Linked DNA regions of Bombyx mori: region 1 is linked to region 2. Evidence: chromatin contacts called from public Hi-C data. All regions are on one chromosome and are shown on one strand. The core of a region is the stretch at or near the end of the contact, and the rest is flanking DNA. Distances in the headings are between cores, read along the strand shown. Region 1 holds the start of LOC101744337. Region 2 overlaps LOC101744814 (putative 1-phosphatidylinositol 3-phosphate 5-kinase).

The links. Hi-C and Micro-C count contacts between places; a contact is called where the count stands out from the background.
Region 1: a contact with region 2 is called in a Hi-C map of middle silk gland, with 1.6 times the contacts expected there. The contact joins the promoter of LOC101744337 here to the enhancer-like site in region 2. A contact is called at or near these places in 3 of 7 Hi-C or Micro-C datasets (middle silk gland, posterior silk gland and whole pupa).

The regions. Positions count from the first base shown.
Region 1 is chr11:7,429,593-7,435,747 of ASM3026992v2, forward strand. It overlaps LOC101744337, which reads right to left and starts at 4,134. Exons shown (of 7, transcript XM_012695070.4): 1 at 3,920-4,134; 2 at 3,075-3,845; 3 at 1,889-2,006; 4 at 1,401-1,578; 5 at 1,029-1,091; 6 at 417-523; 7 at 1-129. The coding sequence starts at 4,100. The coding sequence ends at 69. It overlaps LOC101744192 (transmembrane protein 64), which reads right to left. Exons shown (of 3, transcript XM_004931630.5): 3 at 5,151-6,155.
Region 2 is chr11:7,388,476-7,394,988 of ASM3026992v2, forward strand. LOC101744814 (putative 1-phosphatidylinositol 3-phosphate 5-kinase) reads left to right here. Exons shown (of 33, transcript XM_038013912.2): 2 at 330-498; 3 at 864-997; 4 at 1,188-1,351; 5 at 2,282-2,365; 6 at 2,867-3,003; 7 at 3,539-3,640; 8 at 4,215-4,271. LOC134199663 (a long non-coding RNA gene) reads right to left here. Exons shown (of 4, transcript XR_009974241.1): 3 at 6,283-6,403; 4 at 4,684-6,191. Among protein-coding and RNA genes, the nearest start is that of LOC101744814, 3.8 kb to the left of the region's middle. Within about 2 kb of position 2,941, at least 1 of the 8 cell types and tissues checked has open chromatin away from gene starts, as enhancers often do.

The DNA.
Region 1 (6,155 bases), core at 2,884-5,383, 42 kb after region 2:
CAACATTGGTTTTTTATTTACTATGTTCTGTGGTCGGAGCTAGACTACAGCGGACGTGCCGGGTCGCGTCATGTCGGGTCCAGCGTCGAGCTGAGCGTGTTCAGTTGTCCGAGTCCCGCCAAAAGTTCTCTGTTGACAGAATACAATATTATGAGCTGTCGCATGCACTGCCCCCGCCCGGGACCCACACTGCCTCCCGGGGTCCCACACTGCCCCCCCGCGGTCCCACACTGCCCCCGGGATTCCACACTGCTCCCGGGGTCCCACACTTCTCCCCGGGTCCCACACTGCCCCGGGGTTCCACACTACCTTCTGGGGTCCCACACTACCCCTCGGAGTCCAACACTGCCCCCCGGGGTCCCACACTGCCCCCCGGGGTACCACACTGCGCCCACGGGTCACCGCAGCGGACTTACCTGAGCGAGGTGTCGGCGAGCCTGGTGGCGCGGCGCAGCTGTGCGGCGGCGCCCCGCTGCCCGGCGCGAAGACCCGCCGCCTCGGCCTCCGACGCCGCCAGCTCCTCCTGCAAACACACACTCTGCATCATCAACCCATCGAGATGAGGTTCTGACAGACACGCATGTCATTCGACTGACGAGCCGAAGCATTATTAAAACTGAATTCAGCATACAATCCGTTTATAAATGCGATTTTTGAAAACAGTGATTTAGCTAGGAATTTTAGGTACAAAGTAAAAACACAATGAAAAATGTTCCTTCCATGATACACGCAAAATATACAGTCTCAAGGGAATCAAAACTGTGTGGAAAGTAATCAGCATTGCTATTAAATATATATGTTCAAAGCAAGAATTATTTAATTTGGTATTATCCATAGTTCTAGTTCATATTAGGATTGTGATTTATCCCCATTTAGGTTCGGAGATAGTGCAAGCACACTCTATGATACTATTCAGCAAATTTAAAGTTATAATTATTTAAAAATGATGTTTAAGGTGTTTTAAGGTTTTATCGTGATATCCATATATTGCTGTCAAACATCTGTTAACATTGTACTATAATACTAACCTTTAATTTCTTTATTTGTTTTTTAAGTCTTTCTATTGTAGATTCAGCCTCTGTTGCTCTCACCTAAAATAAAATAAAATATTAATTGGAAACATTTCATTTCACTGGCTCCTATTTTTTTTAATTAGAAAACAACTGTTTTGCCCAAATAAATTAACGTAAAGAGCTTCGTATAATAATGGCCTTTATTATGGCTTCCGTATTGTAGTTTAGCAATTCAGGCTTGTAGTAAGTGGTCCTTTAATACTTATTTACTTTATTTATTACTTTACTTACTCTATTTATTCACTCAATCGAATTAGAAGTGTGTAGATGTTAGAGGCACTTTTAAATTTCTAATGAGCTAGTCATTAATAATTAAAAAGTAGTTACAGCAGCATCCATAAAATTATTCTCCACAGTGGAGACGGCTGCGTCAAGCTGTCCTTTGTATTGTCTGTCCTGGGTGCAATCCCGGAGCCGAGTTCGCAGATCGGACTCAGAGGCTCGCAGGCGGGAGATTTCCTCTTCCAATCTGCATCGCCGGCTGCGCTCCGTGAACAATTCCGATCTGCAATTATGAGTAACTACTCTTCAGAAAGTGTTACAAATCAAAATTTCTTATTTTTATAACTAATCAACTGTCAAGTAATTATGGTTTCAGTTTTAAAATATCCAATTAATAATGAAAATATTGGTGGCATGAATTTAGTTTGTAGAAAACAATAACTTTCCTATTAAGTACATTCCATTGTTTGCTATGTCAATTTCAAACAATATTCAAGCAACACTAGGTTGGTAGCTAATCATAAAATTGGAATCCTGATCAAGTAAAAAAACAATGTAAACAAATGAACAAAGGATCAATGAATAAAGACTACCTGGTCCTTTCAAGCTCAGACATGATCTGTTGAAGCTGTTCATCCTGGTGCTCTGGCTCTGGGGATGTTCTTCCTGGGTGTACGGGCAGAAAATCTGGTAACCTCATTGATTCTGCTCCTAAAAAGTTTTGCAATGTTTTTTTTAATTTTGACTATCTATAGTTTTCATGATCATTTGGACACACAAGTAATCCAACTCCTTGCTTGGACATCTACAATTGCAACTTACAAAAGCAATCTTTTGTAATTAATTAATAAGATATTCTATGTTGTTGTTGATAGTCAACTTAACATTATAAGTAATTATTAAAATAGATTCCTGTTTGTAATCATAAGTTCATGATAACTACACAAAGTGTAGTACTAAAATGAATTGTCTACATATACCATTCTCCTAGTTCTCCCTCGTCTTAGAATTTAATCATTGATTAAATATAGAAACAGAGCATTAAATTTTTATTTTAATGCTGCAGTTTGGTTCTTGGTTTCCCTGACCTTAGTTGGTTACTTCAGGCCATTGACATAGCAATATGAATGCCATTGTTCACTTCGAGACAATAAGTTAATGTATCATTTGTTATGGTTGTTCTATTATTGTATAAATCTGCTCAGGCTATCCTCAGAAAATATAGTGCCTAATCTTGAATGTCTCATATCACAGGTACACTACAGATACATACTGCTTGAGATATGGCTTTTTCACATTTACGTTGTAGATGTCTATGGGCTCCAGTAACCACTTAACACCAGGTGGGCTGTGAGCACCTCAGCAATAAAAAACAAATTGGAATTTCATTGAATTTCATTTATATTTTATAAATCAAAGATTAAAATCGCTTTTATATTTAGACTAAAACACCTGTGAAACTTCAAACACCTTTTCAATTTCAACCTTCAACTTCAACTTTCAACTCAAACCTTCTATTCACATTTTAATCACATAACATATGAATAGAGAAATGCTCAATACTCAACCTTTATCTGATTGGCATGAAATAAATTTGAATCTGTATTAAGATTTCAGAAACTTTAAATGTATATTGATTTTATCCTTGAAGAGCTATTTTAATAATATTATGTGCTGGGATCCAAAGTTCGTATTCAGATCTCACACAGATATCTCACTTTATACCATAGAACCTAAATGTGTATAATTTAAAATTGATAATTAGCTAATAAAACTCACCTGCATTTGGTGGCAGATCTAATGGAAATGTATTTCTCGGTGACACATTTCTCCTGTCACTAGGATTCACAGAGTCAGTGAGGTCCAGGCTCAAGTGAGGAGGCAAGTCCAGTGGTACTGGCCCTGCAGCTTCAGCTCCCTCTGGCAGGTCAAGTGGAATATTTCGTCCAGATCCAGAATCATTCGAAGCTGACACTGCACCCATGTACTCCTCATAATCATACCCCCTATTACTTCCATAACTGTTATTCCTTCTACCAAGAGATGATGATGACCCAGCATTAAAATTAGTATTAAATGTAAAGTCTGGCAAATTGTCCAAATCAACAGAGATAGGTCCATTGGTATTAAGATATGCCTGTTCCACTAATATATGGTCCTGAACAAAGTCAGGCAATGAGGGCATGCCTAAAGGCTCGGAAGCTAAATTTGGTTTATGGTAATAGGGCGAATTGTTACTGGCTGAATAAAAATTATTTTTGGAATCGGAATTATCCACTACACTTAGAGGTATTTCTACGGAATTACTACAAGACGCATTATCACAGGCGTTGTTCTCTTTGGCTTGCGTGTCGAGTGCTCGGACCTTGTCCCGGCGCGACTCGGCATGCCCTTCGACCCGAGTTGGCGAGTGCTGCACTGTATTGGCGTACACCTTAGGTCGAGCCCCCGTGTTCTCATAAGTTGAAGTGCCCGGCAACGATAGATCCCTCTTTAAGAAATGCCGGAACGAAAACGGATTCTCTTCCTTCCGCGTTGCTCCCGTCGACTCTGCAATGCAAACGGACGGTCTGCCAGGAATGTCTTTATATTTAGGACAAAAAACAACTTCGTTTAACACTCACTGGAAGACGGTCTTTTTGACTCGGTGGGAGATGCCACGCCGTTCTCACTATCGCCATGTCCCGCTACTTCAATACCTAGGTCAGGTTGTAACGCATTTTGCTCAGTTTCTTGTGCTTGTTCCTCATTATTTAAACTTTGGGGCGAGTTCTTTTCCGAAACACCGTCTTCGTCCTCCGCCATGATAAATTGAAAATGACAGTTCGACTTTTGTTTGGAAACACCAACCAATGGCAAATATTTTTTTCCGTTCAGAAACATTAGAAATTACTTCGATGAAAAGATAACACAAAGATTTGGTGTCAGAGTCGTACTTAAATTGACGAAAAATGCGTAAATTTCAATTAAGAAATAAATGTAATTTTCAGAATTTTATAATAACAATAGGATAGGAATCAGTCTCTGAGAAAGGGACAGTAATTTTTTTAGAGGGGTAAAGTAGCCCTGAAGTGCTTGATTTTAAGTATAAAATGATTCTATCTTCATGTCACTCAAAAGGAGACCCAAATTAGAATTTAAGCCCTTCTCACGAAATAAATCCATTGGCTATTAGAAATTTAACACTTAACTACTATAAAACTCAACGTTATGTAACATAAAATTCACTACACTGCTTATATTTAAGAATGAGGGCTAACAAGGCAATTGATGAATAATTTTTTATTTTAAATTTCTTTGAAGATACGTTTTTATTTTAAATTCGTTTATATTGTGAAATTCAAAAAGAAGACACTTTGGATGATATGCTATATACAATGTTGGTGGTTGCGTAGGCGTTAAGTGTGTTTTGTTTTGATTGCATATTAAATTAACATTTTCAATACAATCAATAAATTGCAAATAAGACAATGTGTACGTTGTGTATTTAATTTTCTCTATTTTACTGCCACAAATTAAAATTCGTCGTGACCTGTGTGCTTTGTGCGAGTTTTTTAACGTTCTCGACAGCGTAAAATTACTCAAATTGGTAGGTATGCAGTTAAAACAGCGCCAGTAGCGATCCTTATGAACTCCGAATTACTCCGAAGCATAAGACGCCAGGTGTACCATATCAAGCGACTAAATACTAGTATTCAAATCCCGCAGGCAGGTGCCACTTTTTTTAATGAAGTGTGCAATTTGAATTATATTTACGAATGCCTTTCAAGATGAAGCAAATTAAATTAGTAAAATTAAACTTACCCACATAATCAAATAAGGTCACAGGGAAAATCATGAAAAAAAAATAAACGCTTTTAAGAGTAAATGCATTTAATAAATTTATACTTAATTTCAATTCAATACTTAACATTACAAAATAAACCTTTTCTTCGTATTAAATTCTGAGCGTCGTCATTTATTATGAAACATTATACGTTTTGAGAATATAAAATGTAGGTACATTTACATTTGAAATTGATTTTTAATTATTTTTATATAAATATTTATTTAAACACATTATGAAACGGCGTTGTTGTTGCTAATAGTTTATTCCGTTGCGTTTGATCATGAACTTGAAACGGATTTTATATTTTAATTATACATTATAATGTTTGAATGCCTTTATATAAAAATAACATTATTGACGTGGTCAAAAATATTATGTCCTAAATTACTAATGTAAGTATCGAATTATTGTATTTAAATTATTTGGCACTAGTAATTTTACATACTGAACTGAAATAGAATAGCGGTGTAACATAAAAATCAATTTCGCATGCCCTTTTCTGGTTCAAACCAGAACGCATTGGTGTGAAGGGTGAGGGCTTGAAATTTGAGTCTTCAATCTTATGTCTGAAGGCGGAAGGCGGTATTCATGTGACATTCGGTGATGTCATGATATGGGTAATAACAATCTCCACATCTACAGCAATTACTTACAAACATTACGGTTGGCAGTGAATTTTCTAGAACATTCAAAAACAGCTGAGTCAGTTTAAAACAAATGAAATTGACTTAGATACGACTATTGGGCAAATAGAAATTTCGTGGAATTTAGAGCCTTGTTAAATTATCAATTAAAGTCGAAAAAAGAGGATGAAGGATCTGTCGAATTTCCCTAATTTAGAATAAAATTCGTGCGCCGCAAACATATCGGTTAGCAAGAACAAACAGTATACACATGTTTCAGAAAATAAATTTCCAATTCATTGTTAATTTAAAGAAATTAAATTGTTTTTTTTTAAACAATACATATCGACGCTTGAAAGGCAAACGTGACTAAGCGATAATGCGTGAACTTTACAGTAGACTAATTTA
Region 2 (6,513 bases), core at 1,691-4,190:
CGTCAAGCAGTAATGCGTTTTGGTTTGAAGGGTGGGGCAGCCGTTTTAATTATACTGAGACCTTAGAACTAATATCTCAAGGTGGGTGACGGCATTTACGTTATAGATGTCTATGGGCTCCAGTAACCACGTAACACCAGGTTGGCTGTGAGCTAGTCCACCCATCTAGCAATTAAAAAAAAACTACATTGTCGTTGACTACATAACTTATGTGTAAAATTTATTTATTTATCTATTGATAATTCTTCACTCTGCATGGAAATGATTTCCATATTTATATTGTGAACCAAATCCATTTTATCATTATAAGATATCAATTCTACCTCCAGAACGGCACAAGATATGCAGACACTGAACTAGCCCGATACTGGATGCCAGATGATATTTCTCGTGAATGCTATGAGTGTGCAACCAGATTCAGTGCTTTGAGAAGACGCCACCATTGCAGAGTCTGTGGACAGATCTTTTGCTCCAGGTGCTGCAGTCAAAGAGTTCCAGGTAGATTTATGAAATAACTTTACAAAAAAGGCCTACAGAGAGCACTCAAATTATTTAATAAATCTAATTCTTAATTGTTACTGTCAGAGTATTCAAGTATGTATAACAGTAACAGTACTTAATTTAGCTCTCATTATCATGTGACATGTACGAATTTAAAACTATCATAGGGTCATAATAATAATAAGCCAAAAAATAGATACACAATGTTGACAGATTAAAGTTTTCATTTTGCAAATTATTTAATTTTCGTGTGACATTAAACTCCTGTTAAATAGTGTACAATAAGTAACTGACAAAACACAACAGTTATATAAAAATATATTATCAATTAATAATCAAAACAACCCTTTCAATAATTTTAGGCCATATATTCGGATGTGCTGGTGGTCTCCGAGTTTGTAACTACTGTTGTAACGTTGTGCTCAGCTATTTGAAAGAGAATGATCTCACTGGAGATATATCACCTGATTTGAGAACACTGCAGGAAAATCTGCAGGTTTGTTCATTCTAATAATTGGGAATCAATTTATTTAAATGTGTGTGTGTCCTTCATGATCTTGAATATCACAGTTTTTTTTAACTCGAACTATAAATTCAAGAGTCTAATCTGTTTTGAAGGAAACTTGTTGAACCTTGTAAATGTGACTGATGATCTAAATTGAACATTTTCACATATACAATTACAGATGAAGTTCCCAGAACACAAAGGGCAGCAGTTGAACAAGACCCGTGAACATTTCATGTTCTCTCACGAGCAGGAGGAACGTACGGAACCACGTACAACTCAGAAGGAGTCCTTGCATGATATATTCAGGCAATTATCTTTTACGTTGCCTACACAACAACATCGGTAAGACAGTAAATTTTTATTCTTACCACCACTTGTGTAAATGACATATGCATCATCAGCGTCTTAAAAATTTAAAAACAATGCCTATAGCCTTCAAAAGCAATTGAGGATATTATGAGTGACTATCATCATTTAATTTTATGAATGGTGGCAATGAATAGAGCATAGTTGAACCATTATTTTACACAATTAGTCGTTGCTATAATATGTGCTGTGATCACTGTTGTTTTGTTTTAGTTAAAGTTAACTTCATTATTTAAATAGTATTATAATGTAATGAGAATGTGACTGTAATATAAATGAGTCGTCTATTATCAAAGGTGGCAATCTGTGCATTTGGACAATTTTTTTTTATTGATATGTCAATACAGATTGATTTGAATATAATCGTCTCCTTCAAAGAATACGGTTCAAAACCTGCATTAAATAAAGTTTAATAGTTAACCTGTTATTTATCTAAGATGTCGTTCCGAAGAGTTTTGTGACTGCCAGTGGAATACAAAGTCAATAATTCGTTTTTCTGATTTACCAATCATTGTCCAAAAGTCATATTGCCGCCTTTGATAATAGTCGACTCAAATGTAACAATAATGTGAGGATCGGTCATCTTAATGAGATTTGGACTGTGTGAAAGTGGATATGTGAGAGAAGGCTATGAGTGAAGACATGATATATTATCGGTCAAAATTGAAAACGAGGATATTCTGACCGAGCGCTGACTCCACACAGCGAGATACAGGCAAAATATGTATTGAATGCATGCAAAGGTTAAGTGAATTAAATTTTATGTTGGACAATTCCATTGGATAACATTCTTTATTGTAAAAAACACATCATTACAAGATTATACATGTTTCGAAGGAGGTTTGATGGGTAGGAGGTAAAACAGTTTCTGGCTTTTATTGACAGTAAAAACGTTGAACCTTTCAGATATCGATTAGTACGCTACAACGGAGTGTGGCGCGGATGCGACATAATGCAATGGATTATGGACAACACCAGTAATAAAACGAGGTAAACATTCGATATTAATCATTAGCTAAATAGCCTAAACGATTGTGAGGTTGATGTGTGGCAGAATAATCCGGGCCTCCTGGTCGGTAAGTTCAGTGGCTGTCGGCTCAATGCAGCTACTTCAGCATATAGACCGCAGATAAAAGTTTATTGATATAAAATATACAGCACCTTTAAAGTTGGACATTTGTATATTAATGTAGATGATGCATTTATGATTTTACGGGTGGTAGGACGTCTTGTGAGTCCGCACAGATAGGCACCACCACCCTGCCTATTTCTGCCGTGAAGCAGTAATGCGTTTCGGTTTGAAGGGTGGGGCAGCCGTTGTACTGTTAAAAGTGAGACCGTACATTCATGTCTCATGGCTCAAGATGGGTGGCGGCATTTACGTTGTCGATGTCTATGGGCTCCGGTAATCACTTAACACCAGTGAGCTCATCCATACATCCAAGCAAAAAATTAAAAAACTGTAGGTGGATCGTCATTAATTGTTCCCAGAGCCCAGGCGACGAGCGTGTGCCAGGCGCTGCTGAGTGCGGGCTACGTGCAGGGCGCGACTCCCGACCCTCACTTTGCAGACTACGCGCTGTACCGGCCGCTGGCCGAACTACCGACCCTCGCCCACGACCAGCCCCGTCAGTGCCAACCAGCTACTCATAGATAATACACATAAATTAGTTATAGATAACTAACTTAAGCACTCAACAAAAATGCTCACGGGCGTTGGCCACTAGATGGTTTCGCTTCGAATAGTTTTTCATTGCCGTGCCCGTGGATGGCAGTATCATATCACCTATCCTCTATTTTATTTTTAATGAAAGATTTTGTAAATTTTCAGAAACCACAAATTGATAAAATTTAATCAATTTGTCTATAACAAATAAAGACTTGTATGATTTATAAAAATTTTAGGTATCTGTGTTTAGTTATACAATAATTAAATGCCTTAACTTTAACAACATATAAGCTTAGGAGCATGCGCTACAAGATGTCGCTAGTTTTCATACAAAAAAATCTTTGTCTTAAAGTATCGCAGTTTCAGGGCCCTGCAGCTTCTTGTACTCCATATTTGTCTTAAAGTATTGCAGTTTCAGGGCTACTTGTGGAGTACAAGTACAACAAAGACAATGACTGCTCAATCATCATTTTGAAACATAATTTATTTTACAGCGGCTGAAGAATGCACTCGAATCGTTGAGAGCGTGTCGTCTTACTGCCTGGATCTAAATCTAGACGACAGCTCGGCCCGGCTCATCAAAACAAATAAAGCAGGTTAGATTTATGACTTTATCCTCAGCGAAATCAGAAACTTAAAACTGGGATATTGGGCCGCGCCTCCATACCGCATTATGCCGCGGTGTCGGAAATCCCTGCTCATGTAACTTTATGCCGAGGGCCACTTGACTCATAAGCTTCTATACACAGTGCAACAGAATTACAGCCATACACCTCTAGTCATAAGGTCGAAATATCGATTGATAACCGGAAACTGATTACAAAACAATTAAGCAAAGTAGTTACGATTGATATTGACTGAATCAGGTGCTCGGTCCGATTTAGAGAGTAAGAATAGCCGCTATACGTTATAGTTGAGATTTAGACCTCATGTATCAAGCTGGATGGCGACAGTCATGTCATGAGGTCTGGGTTCGGGTCACCACTTAGCACAAGGTGAGCAGTGAGCTTTTTCACTACGTGTTATATCTTAAGTGTCTATAAATTATTTAGGCCTTATTTAGACCAGAAATAATGTATACCAATTTGAGTAAACTTTTACGCGATCGAGAAGTTAAAAAACTCGCACTGAGCACACAGTTAATGTCGTTAACGTTTCGCTCCTTCCTAGAACAACGGGCGCCTTCTTCGAGCGAAGACGAAACTCCAGCTGTTGAACACAATGAAGGTAGTCTCATTTAAATGTTATACAACGATCGGGTCATTGACCTATCTGAAAACAGATCAGCTGTCTCAAGCGATAATTATGAGCTAGTATATCTCCGGACCATAGATTATACACTTAATATATTCGAGATAGATGCGCAACTCTCATTTTTATTTTTGCTTTAGTTAAAGCCCGGTCCAGCAGGCGTCGCTACGGTCGATTATTAGTCTCCCTACCCCCCACCAGATGGCTTTTTTAGTAATTTTAATATTTTTAATAACTCTCTTTATGAAAAAATCTTATCGTTTAGAATCGCTGAAATTCCCGGTAGTACTTATGAGATATTAAGGAATGTTTGATTATGTTCAGCATTCTAATCGATAAGATCTTTTCATACAGAGAGAAAACAGTTTTTTAAAATAAAAAGCTGTAATTCTCTGTAAGCTATTTAATTTCCCTATATTACAAACAATTTTCTGTTAAAAGATTGTATGAACGTACAATTGTATAAAATTTCGAATAACAATAACTCCTCTAGATTAATCCTACTAGCGTACACATTAAATCGAAAGTTATCTAAAAGTTAATTAAGTCTAGATAATCAAATCATTCAATGTCAATTAAGTCATTTGTGCGAAATATAAACATGTCAGCTTTCCATTACAAACATAGTAGACAATTTGAATTAAATTTAATAAATTTGTTTCTTAACGATAGCAGTTCTTGCTTAAAGTTGATCATGACAGATCATGACCTTGTATGAAAATACTACATCTATAAACACTACCTATGCTTCGTCATACAATAATTGTCATTTAAACTAGCATTGTAGAGATAATACACACACTAAACTGAATACTAAAATAATCTTAGCATTCTTATAAATATTTAGAAATTTAAGAAACGATTAACCCACAATCATGTTCATAACATGTGACATTTTGTTCTGCACAAACGTTTTGTTACATGATTTGAAAAACAAAAAAAAACAAAAAATGTTTAAAAAATGTAATGATGATTTAAAGTACTCTTAAATATTGATAGTTTGTACTTAATGACGCTTATAGTAATTTTAGACATGATTACATTAGTTATACTTTTATTCCCTATCTAAATTATTTCTATTCTGACGTTTCTGATGCTTTAGCTTTGGTAATACTAGATGAAACAAACAGCAGATTGAAAGAAAATCATCTTAAAGTTAATTACATTAATTACAAACTATTAGTTTGCATTTTGTCACAAAAGAAGCTGATGTTCGTTACATGCAAATGAATTATAAACATACACATGCAAACATAAAATGTAAATTTATCTTTTAATCCAAATTAAATGTACATTAATATTACATCTAAATAATAGAAATGGTTTCGAAATTTTTTATTGCACTCAACAGCAGATGAGCACGCAACCCGGCTCATGATAAGTGGTCACCAGTGCTTATAAACTTCAGCAGTGCATAAGGGTTGCTATCACTGAAGTTTTAATAAATTATTAATATACTCAGTCACAAGCATATTGATTTCACATAATGAAAATGTAAGAAACATAATCATGTTTGGGCATTTTCATTTATATCTGCTCATACAGAAAACACAACTTAGCAAATATATTCCACAGTTAATCTAAATAATTGCAAATAATGCTTTTGAAGACCGTTGACTTTTGATCATTAATTAAAATCATCTTCTCGTAGAATTTACAAAAGGTTATTTACAAAAATTTATATCAGTATTTTCATATATTACTAACTTACTAATTACAACTATTCAAACGTAACTATAAGACGTATTATAACTATAAGAACTAAACAACCTATTTTAAAACAAACAATTTAGTTCTTAAGAACTATTTCAATTATTAATTTAAAAATTATAAACATATTAAAAAAAAATTAAGATCCCTTGAGAGTTCACATTCCTTGCTGAATCAGTTTCTCTTCTGAAACGGAGAAACAAAGTATCTTAAGTATGTAACAAATATTGAAAAAATACGACCATGAAAAATTGAGTGTTAATGTAATCATACTTACAAATTAATATATTACATAACACGTTCTGGTTCAAATATAGTGCATCAATCTTTTCATGTTTCAGACATTTTAGTGCTCCTTATAATTTTTCCATAAAATTTTGTCATTATCAAACCTTTGTCTACAAAAATAAAAACATTATTTTATATTGGGTAGAAGGATGAACGTGGTCACAGGCCACTTGGTGTAACTTGGTTATCAAACACCAGGAAACAAAACGTGAATGCAATC